Regions from separate parts of the Gasterosteus aculeatus genome. Here region 1 is linked to region 2. Evidence: chromatin contacts called from public Hi-C data. All regions are on one chromosome and are shown on one strand. Each heading gives the region's core, a stretch centred on a gene start, on an enhancer-like site or on the middle of the called end of the contact. The rest is flanking DNA. Distances are from core to core; before and after follow the strand shown.

Region 1 (5,891 bases), core at 2,834-5,333, 53 kb after region 2:
AAATCGCGGCGCTTCCTGTGGAGTCGGAAGAAATGAGAGCGCTACGGGCTCCTGTGCTAGAGGTCATGGAAGTGGACTAATGTGGGCATCCTGTTTTGGAGCGCACACACATCTAAAATGACACTTATGCAACAGTTGAGGTAAAAGCCTGCTAATTAGTATCATTGTGTGACTTTGCACCACCGCCACCTAAAGACCACTGTCTCCTCCTTGAAGCGTGCTGCTGCGAGGTGGATGAGGTCATCTCGGCCTCTGATGTTGTGTTAAAGTGTGTTTGGCAGACAGACCTAATGAGCTGATGTTCTCTTCCAACTCTCTCCCCACCCCCCCTCTCCCTTTCCCCCCCACCCGATGTCTCTCTTTCACCTTCCCTCTCTGATGTGCAGCTGGCCGGTCACGGGACCAAGGAGAGCAAATGCTCCATGAAGGCGGTGGAGGAGATGCTGGAGTCCATGCAGATCACCATGTCCTAGGCGACCTCGTCTCCGCCTCCCTCCCGCCCTCCTGTTCCCACACGACCACTTGGAGAGACACGGCAGCTCAAACAGCCTTGCAATGTGACCAGAACCAGATCTCTAACAGATTATTCTTATTTCCCTCTCTGGACGATGGAAGACATTGGTTTGACTCAAGATTTCCTCACCCATCTGGAACACGCAACAGCGGATTAGAAGTATTTCAATTTATTTAAACATGTTGTACTTAATATTAACCCAGCTGTGATTCCCTGTGTGACTGGATTGTCTCTTTTCTAACCTATATCACTAATTAGTAAATCCACATCAAGGCTATAGCTGTGTGAGCAGAAAAGATGAGCTATTTATAGAGACCATGTGGAGACGCTACCTGTCTGCACTGGGTCCTTTACTGTTTCTGTGCTGTAAAGTATCTTTGATCATTTTTTTTTGCTTAATCTTCTAAAATGTTTTAATAAAAGTAGAACTGATTACCAACACATTTTCTTAATGGCTGTTTGTAACAGAAGAGTTAGTCTATCGTTGTTTTTTTCAGGTGAGGGGGTTCCATTCATTGACGAACACAGCAGTGACACTTATTGTCCCATTTGAACCCGGCGTAATTATCCCGGAGAAGGATGAGAGACATTTGTCATTGAGAAGGCGGATGCGGTAACAACAGGGGCATCAGACGGGGGCCTCTTCTTTCCCACCGATTCCAGCTGCAAAATCCTGCCTTTCAATTACCGTAGACAGCCGCTGAACCAACTTCCGCACACTGCAGAACACCTCTGTCATTTCAGTTCAGAGCGCTTCAGAGGGCGCTGCCAGTAATCTACACGCAACAAGATGGAAAGAAAAAGAAAAAAACCCATCATATTCGTGGATCCGAACCCGTGTGACAGGCGGCGAAGAGAAAGACGCTTGAGTGCTGTGGGAGGCAACGCCGCCTTCCCCTGCTGTTCACTGGGCTCGCACGGGGAAGCCAGTGATCATCAAAGGTGGTCGCTCACCCGTGCAATGTCAGCTGTTGCATCCATTTATTTTGTTTATTAAGTTGTAGAAATCGTCTCATAATTTCACTCTGCGGCCCGTGAGAACTTGAATGTTTTTTCTTTATTTCTTACATTTTTTTTGACCGCTCTTAAGTGGAAAGCGGTCAAAGCCTAATATGGAAACCTTTATTGTCAAGTGTTTTAATACTCTGGCCTTGGTCAGTGGCTACATGAGTCTGCGTTTGATTTTCTCCTCCAGTCCGACCCAACCAATGAAGACCAGGGGATGTTTGAGCCTAAACTGACTTTGGTTATTTTTAGAGAAAAAGGGCTGAGGCTAACTAGCTCCTTTTTTGAAGAGTTTCAGGCGGAAAGCTGTGTGATTTGGAGAAACTGTGTTTCAAAGGCCGTGTGCAAATATTGGCGTACAAGTCTTTATGGACCTGTAAAAAGGGGAACAGAAGGTGTCATGACATATCGGTGCCAAACACGCTGAGGCAATAGTGCCATCTGTAGTCTGGATAAAGAACTTTAGCCTTTTAAACCCTTTGTCCGCAATGAGTGGCGCTACGCACCTGGAAGTAGACCATCGCCGTCATGCGTTAAACATCACGCGAACTTGACCAATATGTGCTGTTATTTCTAGGTAGTCTGCAACCCTGATTTCAAGAAGAAGAAAAAGATGCGTTACGCATCATTTATCATTCGGGAATCCCGGCGCAATCCAAGCCGCGCTCTCGTTGAGCCAAGAAGAACGGCGCGTGGGCCCCGCCGATTCACTGCTTCCCCTCTCTCCGTTTGTGTCCCAACTGGCTCCGGTCATCCTTTTTGACATTTGTCCCAGTGGCTCAGATCTTATACCTGGACAGCAAAGCCGCACCAACAAGACCGAGGAGAGGCGGTCAGAGGACCCCCTTAACCCCCGCTAAGCTGCCGGATCAGTTTAGTGTGTGTAGGGGATTCGCTATTACTGCGGCCCGTAATCCTGGATTCCATGGGAGATTAGCTCCCGGAGAGGGTTTGCTTCTCCTCGGTGGCCAGGTTATCTGAACAGGATGAGCTCCGGGATGATGAGCTTACACCGGGGGAAAGAGCAGAACCCGATCGGCCTGTTCATCAAAAGCAGGGGGGGGGGGTGATTTACAAGTGTCCAAGGCCGTCTCGGAGACTCATCCCAGAGCAGCTTCGCAGTGTTAATTGAAGCACAAAGGCCAGGGTTTTTTGGGGAGATCAAAGTGGAGATGGAAGAGGAGTGGATTTTGGCGAGCTCGGGTGTAACAGAGAAGCTGTGTAGGAACAAGAAGGTGGAGGGCCTGCGAGACACGGCGGGAGGAGCCAATGTGCTCCATGAGCGAGGGAAGTTTCCCAGGGTGAGTGGAAAGGGAGAGCAGGGCTCCAGCTAAGCTCATCCATCTCGAGCGCTAAAGATGGATGAGGCATGCAGCGCTAAATCCTGCCCTGTCCAGAGCCTGGTGATGAAATAGTGTTTTGGCTACGAGCGAGGACTGACCGACCCGCACTCCCCTTTTTCTGGGACTGGAGCAGCAAGATTGGATCAGTCAAATAACACCTGACATTAGTCAACACCCATAAAAGAAAATAATTACCACATTTTTTGTGGTCATTGTACAATATCACCTGGTTGATTCCATCATTTTTTTCCCCTTACACAATTGCAGCAGCATGAATGCAAACTTAATTTTTTCCCTCAAGGGCATTGGCGCTGGAAAAATGATTTCCTCAAGGCAAGAGACCGTCCCTGAGAGAATTATGTGTTTGTGTTTGAGGGAGAGAAGTGCTTATGCAAGTGTGATTATGAATGTGCGGACAATGTGCAGGCATGCCTCAGTGTCAGCTTGAGTTTGTGCGTGCATGCGAGTTGGACTGTGTGGTAATTTCAACAGTATGAAGCGCTTTTTGCCCTTGGAATTAACTATTGGCTCAAGGCTTTGCTGGTCCTCCTAAACCTCTTGACCGGGAGGCTCCAGACTGCTGCGATTGCTTCCAGAGGATATTCTGTGGCCACTACGAGCCGTTCTGGTTGTTGCGCCCGGCTTCTCAGCTCCAGGCTCTCTGGCAGCGGCCTCGGCCGCGCACGTCGAGGCTGCGTCCTGTCTGCAGACTCTGTCACGGCGCGGGGCATGTGTCAAAATCACAGAGAGGGCAAGTCGCCGGCTCCAATAGACAGTTGTTCTTTCCAGCGCGGGCCTTCCAAACCGCAAATCCCTTCTCAGGGCGTCTTCTCAGCCAGAATGCACAGGCGCACCCCACACAGGGCCTGGGGCCGACATTACATTAAGGAGGGAAAACCAGAATTGGCTTCTGATTGAGCTTCCTGGGTGATTGTTAATGGCAACCACAAAGGGGTATTTTATACCCCGAGAGGGATGCAACAGAGCCTTGGAGTATGTAAATGTAGTGTGGGAAGTGGGGGGGGTTACAGACAAGGCTTTACATGGATTTATGGATGCGTGCAAGCTGTAACATGTTATTTCATGGGCATTGCGAGACATCTCATCTGTCACATGATAAGAGGAACAGGAATGGTGAACGCTATTTTACTACAGTTCCAAGGCGAGGTGCCAGACCTCATTCCAACGGGAAACAATGGAGCGCATATTCCCCCACGTTGTACCTTTGATGCCGTGTCAACACTTCCTTCTCTGGATTTGAAATACCCACATACCAGACTGTCAGCGGGAGAATGTTACTCAGTCGCCCACGCAGGCCGCGGAGCAGTTGTGAGGTGCCTTTATTGCACAACTTCCATTTTATGCTATTCGTGAATCGTACTTTTAGTCCAAAATGACACGTATGACAGCTTTAGCAGCCTAGTTACATGTTTTACATGGTCCAAAGCTACAGCTAACTTGTTAATGGTGGGATTTAGGCATGCTGATCGATGGGTTAGCTTTGGACGGAACCATGCTAGCCTTTTCCCGCTTTTCTGGTCCTTGTGATGAGCTAAGCTAACTAGCTGCTAGCTGTCATTCCATATTTTGCCTACAAATTAAGTAGTACCACTCTTCTCACCAAGAAAAGCAAAATAAGTAAGTCCCAAAATGTTGAATTGTTCCTTTAAATTAATTTATTTTAAGTGTCTAAATACTTCTTCACCCACTGCATGCCGTTCGCTCCCGACTCAACCTGTTACAGAATGAGGCCATATAGGCCCATTGTGCTCCAGCATAATGCACAGAACATCACATATTCTGCTTTTAGTAATAATCACCGGCAATATTGTTATTAATTGCATCCACATGTGTTCACATGAGCTGCGCCCATGGCTGGTTTAATTTAGCAGTTGGCCGGTTCCTGTATCCTCATGGTAGCCGTTTGTCTCCTCCATTGTCTCTGCAGTCGTTGGTCACTATTAATTTCCTCAACTATGATAACTGGCAAACATGGAAGGGTTTGAAATGAACTAAACGCCCGCATCCCTAGTGAAAAGTACTTCTCGGCCTGGTGTTGTTTGATATGTGTAAATCATGGCATCAGTGAGCGGTTGAAGTCTACATCTGCAGGAAATACTGACATGCAATGTGGTCTGCTGACTCGCTCCCACTGTATTTGTTTCCCCGCCGTTCAGTTGCCGAGTCATTCCGCAAGCAGCAGCATTACCGTATTACATGCCTTCTCATATACATCCAGTCAAGATTCATCACTCTCCTCCCCTGTGACATGATCTCCTGGCAAATAGACATGAAAACACCCTCTCGTAGAAGATAAGGGGAGACAACCAGACATTCGCCTTGGATTGCGAAGAACTCTACCGTGGTATTGCCACGTACGATTTTGTGTGCGGTCAAGAACCCACACATACATGCACACACACTCGTCGGTGTAAACTTGGCAGGTGAGCGATGCCACCATCTGCTTGTGGAAAGAGGGGTATGGCAGGCTGACAACCACAAACAGCCAAGGTAATAGTGATGGGTTCCACTCAGTCTCTATCTCCCAGACAGCGAAGACTCCTCAGAGCCTGGACCTCGTACAGCATGGACCACGCCACAGCGACAAAGTGCTTCTCCAGTGTGCTGGCAGCCACAGATGCATTGCTCAGACATCGACGGAGTTTTGTGTAAACCAAACAGAATTTGTTATTCATCCAGCTCCTTCTCATGCAAATCTTGGAGACAGTTTCCTCCACTACTTCCAGGTAGGGATTACTTAATAAATGCTAATTGGGGAGAGAGTTCTGCTGGTGGAGGATTCTTTGCTGTTGGAGACACATAATGGAAGCAACAGAAACACGCAGAGAGATTAATTGAAACGGTGATGTAAGGCCAAACAGACAAATAGAAAAACAGACAAACAAAATAAAAATAAGTTTATGAGTTGGGTCCCCAATCAAAGTAATGTTTGGAATCAATGCCACAGTACAAAAAGCACGGGCTGCAAATCCATTACCTATATTGCAGACTTTTAAAGGACATTTTGT
Region 2 (5,689 bases), core at 74-2,573:
GCGTGGGCAACCTTGTTTAGGACTGTTGCCTCCCGTGACCCACAAACTCTCCGAAAGCCATCTGTTAGAGCGCCGCCACCCCCGCCACCCCCACCCGACCCTGGAGGGATGCTGCTCCTGCAGACCTGCGCGCTACAACCCGGTCTTACCTCTTTTGTTTCTCCTCCAGCGGTGCGACGGCGCCTGACAGTTGCTGTACTCCATACAGTTCAATACGATCAGGGCAAATGAGAAGAGTCGAAACTGCATCTGGACGGCGATCTGTTGGTTCGGACTCCCAGTTAAAAGAAAAAAGAAAAAGAAAAAGCAAGAAAAAAGGTGCCGGCGCGGCTCGGCGTGGATTCGCTGACTTTGTATTGTCCTCTTCCAAGTTTCTTGAGTCGATCCTCCAATGTGTCAAACATCAGACGGGATGCGACGTGTTATCCGGCCGCCGGTCGGGATCATGGTATGGAGCGCGCCGGTCCTCCGGTCAATAAGCGTCCGCTCCGGTGCGCTGCGGGGAGAATGACAAAGGAGGTTAACTTAGATAACAGTGTAATGAAATCAACACCTTCCTAAACAGTGAAGCGTGAGGTGATAAGTAAAGGGGGCGGAGGGGGGTAAAAACAAAAAGCCAAAACGTTGGAGGAGATCACAGATTCGAAGGCGATGCGCGCTGCCCAGACGCCCCTCCACCTCCAACCGCCCCAAAAAGAAACGTGTACCCGTGCGTAATAGTCGCCGGAACGCTCCGCGAAAGAACGTGTCGGTGTGTACCTTGCATCAGAAGTGCAAAATCCGCTCCCGTCCACTTTTAGGTTCCCGCTGAGTGCAAGTGCGGCTCGGCAACATGCAGCATCCCTCTTTTGAGTGAACAAACTTGTGTCTCCAGAAGGGAACAGAGGTCCGAGAAGGAGGCAAACAAAAAGGGGGAAGAAAAAAAAAAGAGATAGGTGGTCTCGGGAAAGGGGTGCGAGGGGATTGTGGGGGTGTCCTCTCCTCCTCTCTGCTAAAACCTTAGATTCCGTTTTACCTGCGTTCCCTCACTGGAACTCCGGTCCGGTTCCGTGTCCCGTGCGCAGCGGTGGAAAAACAAACTCACATGTGTTGCGTGCGTGTTTTTCTTTTTTCCTTTCTGGAGCGGAGAGCGCGGGTCCGCTGAGCCTGCGCGCTGACTTGACTCCCGACTGGTCCTGATGCTTGCTGCCTTTTCTCCTCATATAGAGCCGCGCTGCCGTCACGTGTTGGACCCCTTCTGGTTTTGGACACTGCGCGCGTATTTAAGATGTTGAGGATGACATTTAGTCTCGTCTCCCCTACCACCCCAGCACCCCCTCCCTCCGCCCCCCTCTCTCCCTCCCACCCACCCTCCCCTCTCCACGCACTGCCCGGTGCGAGGTCGCCTCCGGGTCCTAGTGAGTTTCTTTTAAGGGGATATGAGGTTTGGGCTTTTCGGGACTTTATTTTGAGATAGTTTAACGCCTAGAATATTCCTTTGTGGAAGGTTCATTTAAATTCCTAAGGAAAGTGATTTCTATTGTAGATAAAGAAATAAAACTCGAGCTTGAAGTTCGTCTTTTCGACAATTCTATCTGGTTGAGCTTTCTGCCGCAGAGGATTGGCCCGATTGAATAATTAGAGGTTCGCCAAAAAAGGCAATTATCTACATAATGCGCGTAATGATGTGGCCCCGCGAGTCAACCGTCTCGTCACGCCTCTTCCAACGCGCAGCCTCCTCCTCTACTTCTTCTTCCTCCTCCCCCCTCCTCCCCCTCCTCCTCCCCCTCCTCCCCCTCCTCCGAAATCAATGATCATCCTCCGGGAGGCTGGAAGTGTTGGGACGTGAATTAGAATAAAAAGAGCTTCTCTCACGCTGACTCACCCGTGCGACGTCATCATGCAACTTACCTTACGGGATAAGGACCCAAGAGCCCCCCCCCCCCCCACCCCCCCCCCCCCCCCCCCCCCCCGGGACGATCCCAACTCAACAGATTATCTGTCACGGTGGTTTTATGGAAGTTAAACACAGTTTGCAGGACAACAATCAGATACAAGTAATTTATTAATATTGTAAACATCAGTATTTGTATTAGTATTGATCGGTGACTGGTCCCCATCCTCGTTAGGATACACGTGGTGAATGTTTTACCCTCTTCAGCCACTAGGTGTGGCACTAAATCTGCTTTTTTTTTTCTAAACATGTGTGAATTATATTGGCCATGCCAGTTATTCCTCACCAACACAGTGTTAAGTAAAGAACAGCCTTTCACTGCACAGGATAAAATAATGAAACGGTAATAAGGGATTTTAACCACGTGGTGTTCGGGGGCATCTCAGATGCTCGTCAGACCTCCCCAATTTAACATTTACAGAACGTAATTCTTACATGTTGGAATTAAACTTTTAACACAACATTTAACAAAATAGAAAAGGTTTTTTTATTTTTGAAAAGAGAAAAGATATATTATGCAGGAGGGGGGCCTCCAAAAGCACGTGAATAAAAAGGTTGGGACGGTGGTTGTTTGCCCGCCAAAACCTGTGGTGACCTTTGTCCTGACCTGGTGTGTTATTCATCCGGAGAGCAGTGACTGCGGTCGGGCCGGCTGTCAGCCGCAGGCAGGGCCTTCGGTTTGGACCGCGCTCTAAAACAACATCTTGAGAGTGCCCCGTTAAGGTGAACGTGATAATTTAGGCCGCCGGCACTTTTATTTTTCATGATGTGTCACGGAGGAGGCCGGGGGCCGGTAAACCAATCACTTTATCCCCCCCTCCCCCCGTTGCAGTTGCACATAAGTGCCGGTGACGTCAGCATTCGGATGGTCTGGCTCGGAGCCCTCGGTGCCATAATGGCAATGAGGGGGGAGTTGCTACGTCAGGGATCCAGACCGGATTGGTCTTCGGCGTGGGTTCCTGTCACAGCTTACAAGGTATATATATATATATATATATATAAAAAAAAGATTGGAAAAAAAAAAGTTCCAGGCCACAGCGGTCATCTTGAATCTCGAGGAGAGTTCGGCAAAACCGGGAAAGTTCAAGTTATACTTAGCAACTCCCCACGTTTGCGGCTCCGAAAAGGAAAGAGGCAATTCCCGAAATAATTTAACGTGACATTCACAAACAAAGCTGACGCATTACAGCACACTTTTATTGGCTCGATGGATCTGCCTGCGTCTCACACTAAAAAGGGCACATTTAGTAACTACTGTGGAGCGTGAAGCGGAAAACCAATATTGACACTTTTACATTTACATTTATGAGGCCTCTCCAGTAAATCTCCATCTGTTGAAGAAGATCATACGCATTGCCAAAAGCTTTGGAAAAAAATATTACATGGACTTCAAGTTGGGATTGTTTTTTTTGGCTATTGTAAATCTACTTTATGAAAGGACATGAACGTTTAGGTCGCTAATTAATCAAACCCCCCGAGAGCATCATGTTATATGTGTGTCTTTCTTTGGCGTGGCTGCAGACTGGTGACCACCTTCGTCCTTCTCCAGGGCCAAAGAAAACCTTTAGTTCTGCGAAGAGTCGAAACCTCTTGGTGGATACGCAGCTTACGATAATCAATCCTCACACTCCGCTCAGTACGGGTAGGCGGGGACCGAATCCTTAAAGAGGCAAAAACACGTTTGACACGGACGGCACTCTAATAAGATTGTTAATTCAAGCGCCGCACTGCCAACTCCTGGTGTGCTTTTTTCTGAACTTAAACTTTAGAGTCGTAATTGACTGAAGCTGTGAGCGATGTCCTGCGATTGGCTGGACCCCGTCTCTCGCCCCATGTTAGCTGGCAGTGACTGCAGACCCCCCCCCCCCCCGCGACCCTGTATGAAGAGGCGAGGCGGCTTTGAAGATGGATGGATGGATGCGAGCCATGTCAGAGATTTATACTTTTTAATCAAGAAATGTTAGATTCCCCAAATTGACACCCTTTTTTTGTACTCCTTTTAAGGCCACCAGTAATGAAGTGTCTGGTAGTCTGCTGGCTCCTGTTTTCCAAAAGAGTTGAGAGAGAATTCACTTCACTCTGTGATATCGTCTGATACGTGGCCTCCTTTAGTGATGAGCCCAATGAAACAGGTGTATTTCTAAGTACTAATCCTCATTTAAATTAAATTATATGGAAAAAGGCAAGTGAAGGAATGGCCGCCCGTCTGTGAGCAGCACTGAGTCATGAGAAGGTCTGAAGCCCAGAGGAGCGCTGGTCAGGGGGGGGGGGGGGCATTCTAAAGGATTGTGTCCGTCTGGCTCGTGGTTCTTTACGGCTCTCTCGTGCTCTCAGACTGGGAGGATGACTGGCAGAGTGTGTGACCGCGGCTTTCGGCACATCACCTCCGCCTGCCCCCCCCCCCTCCCTCCCCCCGCCATAAAAGCAACAGACTAAACAGCCATTTATCACCAGGGCGCACGCATGAGCCGCATCGCACGCCGCAACCTCAGCTGGACGCGCACATTAAAACGTCATCGACTGTTACCGACGCGGAGAACCTCGACCGCCTTTTTGCGATGTCCACAAATAAGGCAAACATGGGGCGGAGGGGGGGGGGACGGTTTCGTTGGTCACTTTTATTGAACTGGTGATGACAAAGTGCAAAAACGGCACTGTGCTTGAGATACAAGTGTGGGGGGGGGGGGGGGGGGGGAGAACCAAAAAAAACAAAAGAAATGAAAAGAAAGAAGCTGTGACTCGATGACTGGGGCGGATCCGTCCTGTTGTGTGGCTAAAATCCAGAGTCCTGACCGGCCCAGTTGGGTGTCTGCAAAGAGAAAGCGTGGAGCGAACAAGGAATTAGACCATTTCTAGATCACGGAGGCCGATCAAAAGTCACTTTGGCTGTGGTAAATGGGGGGAAAAAGGGAGGCACATATGCAAGCAGTTAAGTGGTGACGTTTAGCTGTGAGGGGCTGACAGGGACCCGAAGCCGCCGTCCCAGATGGCAGGCAGTAAATGTTCACTATATGTAAGTGATTTGTAGCCTTGAGGACAGCAGGATGTAATGGTGCTCTGCCAGTGGTTTGCAGCCTCTTTTGTCTAATTACAAAATCCCCTTAATGAGGGGGGAGGGGGGGTGGGGGGGTTATGGCAGCACTTCTGTCGCAGATATGCAAACAATAGAGAAGGAGGTAAATGAACACATCTAAAGACGGCCACTCGTTGGATTTAACGCGTCTGCTGCGACTCGGTGGCCTCGGGCCCCCCCGCTCGGCTTGCAGCTCGTGTGCTCGGGACTGTGTGTGTCGTTGGGAGTGCTTGAAAAGTCAACATACCACTAAAAACACACACACGGTCAACATCAAAAACACACTTAAATGGGATGACTGGACCCCGAGCCAGACATCTGCAGCAGGTCCTAAGTGCAGGGAACTCCGGGCTCTAAGTGATGTTCACCATGAAGCTAGTGTGAGGGTCCACCTTATTTACCTCGCCGGGCTGAGTCACAGCGCTCAGGCATCAGTTTATGGTTGTTTGGAATCTACCTTGTCATTAGGCCTTTGAAGGGCAATGGTGGGATGAAAGCGGCAGCGCTCTTAAACTTGCTCTTACTGGCTTATTTCGTGTAAAGAGAGCGTTTGTGGATGGTTGGTCATCAACATTCTTTGGCCTTGTTCTGTCGGACACTTTGAACTGCCCTTCGCTTTTTTTCATGCTGACCCTCGAGCGATCTCATGGGCTAAGGGACGGCTGGTCGCTGTCGACCACCAC

Evidence for each region. A called contact is a pair of places that touch in the nucleus more often than the background predicts.
Region 1: a contact with region 2 is called in a Hi-C map of skeletal muscle, with 2.3 times the contacts expected there. The contact joins the enhancer-like site here to the promoter of rspo2 in region 2. A contact is called at or near these places in 3 of 6 Hi-C or Micro-C datasets (blood and trunk muscle, liver and skeletal muscle).

Annotation. Positions count from the first base shown.
Region 1 is chr20:16,293,383-16,299,273 of fGasAcu3.hap1.1, forward strand. It overlaps emc2 (ER membrane protein complex subunit 2), which reads left to right. Exons shown (of 11, transcript XM_040165371.2): 11 at 387-953. The coding sequence ends at 473. Among protein-coding and RNA genes, the nearest start is that of emc2, 20 kb to the left of the region's middle. Within about 2 kb of position 4,084, at least 3 of the 9 cell types and tissues checked have open chromatin away from gene starts, as enhancers often do.
Region 2 is chr20:16,242,660-16,248,348 of fGasAcu3.hap1.1, forward strand. It overlaps rspo2 (R-spondin 2), which reads right to left and starts at 1,324. Exons shown (of 6, transcript XM_040166367.2): 1 at 760-1,324; 2 at 150-496. The coding sequence starts at 249. eif3ea (eukaryotic translation initiation factor 3, subunit E, a) reads right to left here. Exons shown (of 13, transcript XM_040165470.2): 13 at 4,533-4,742. The coding sequence ends at 4,707.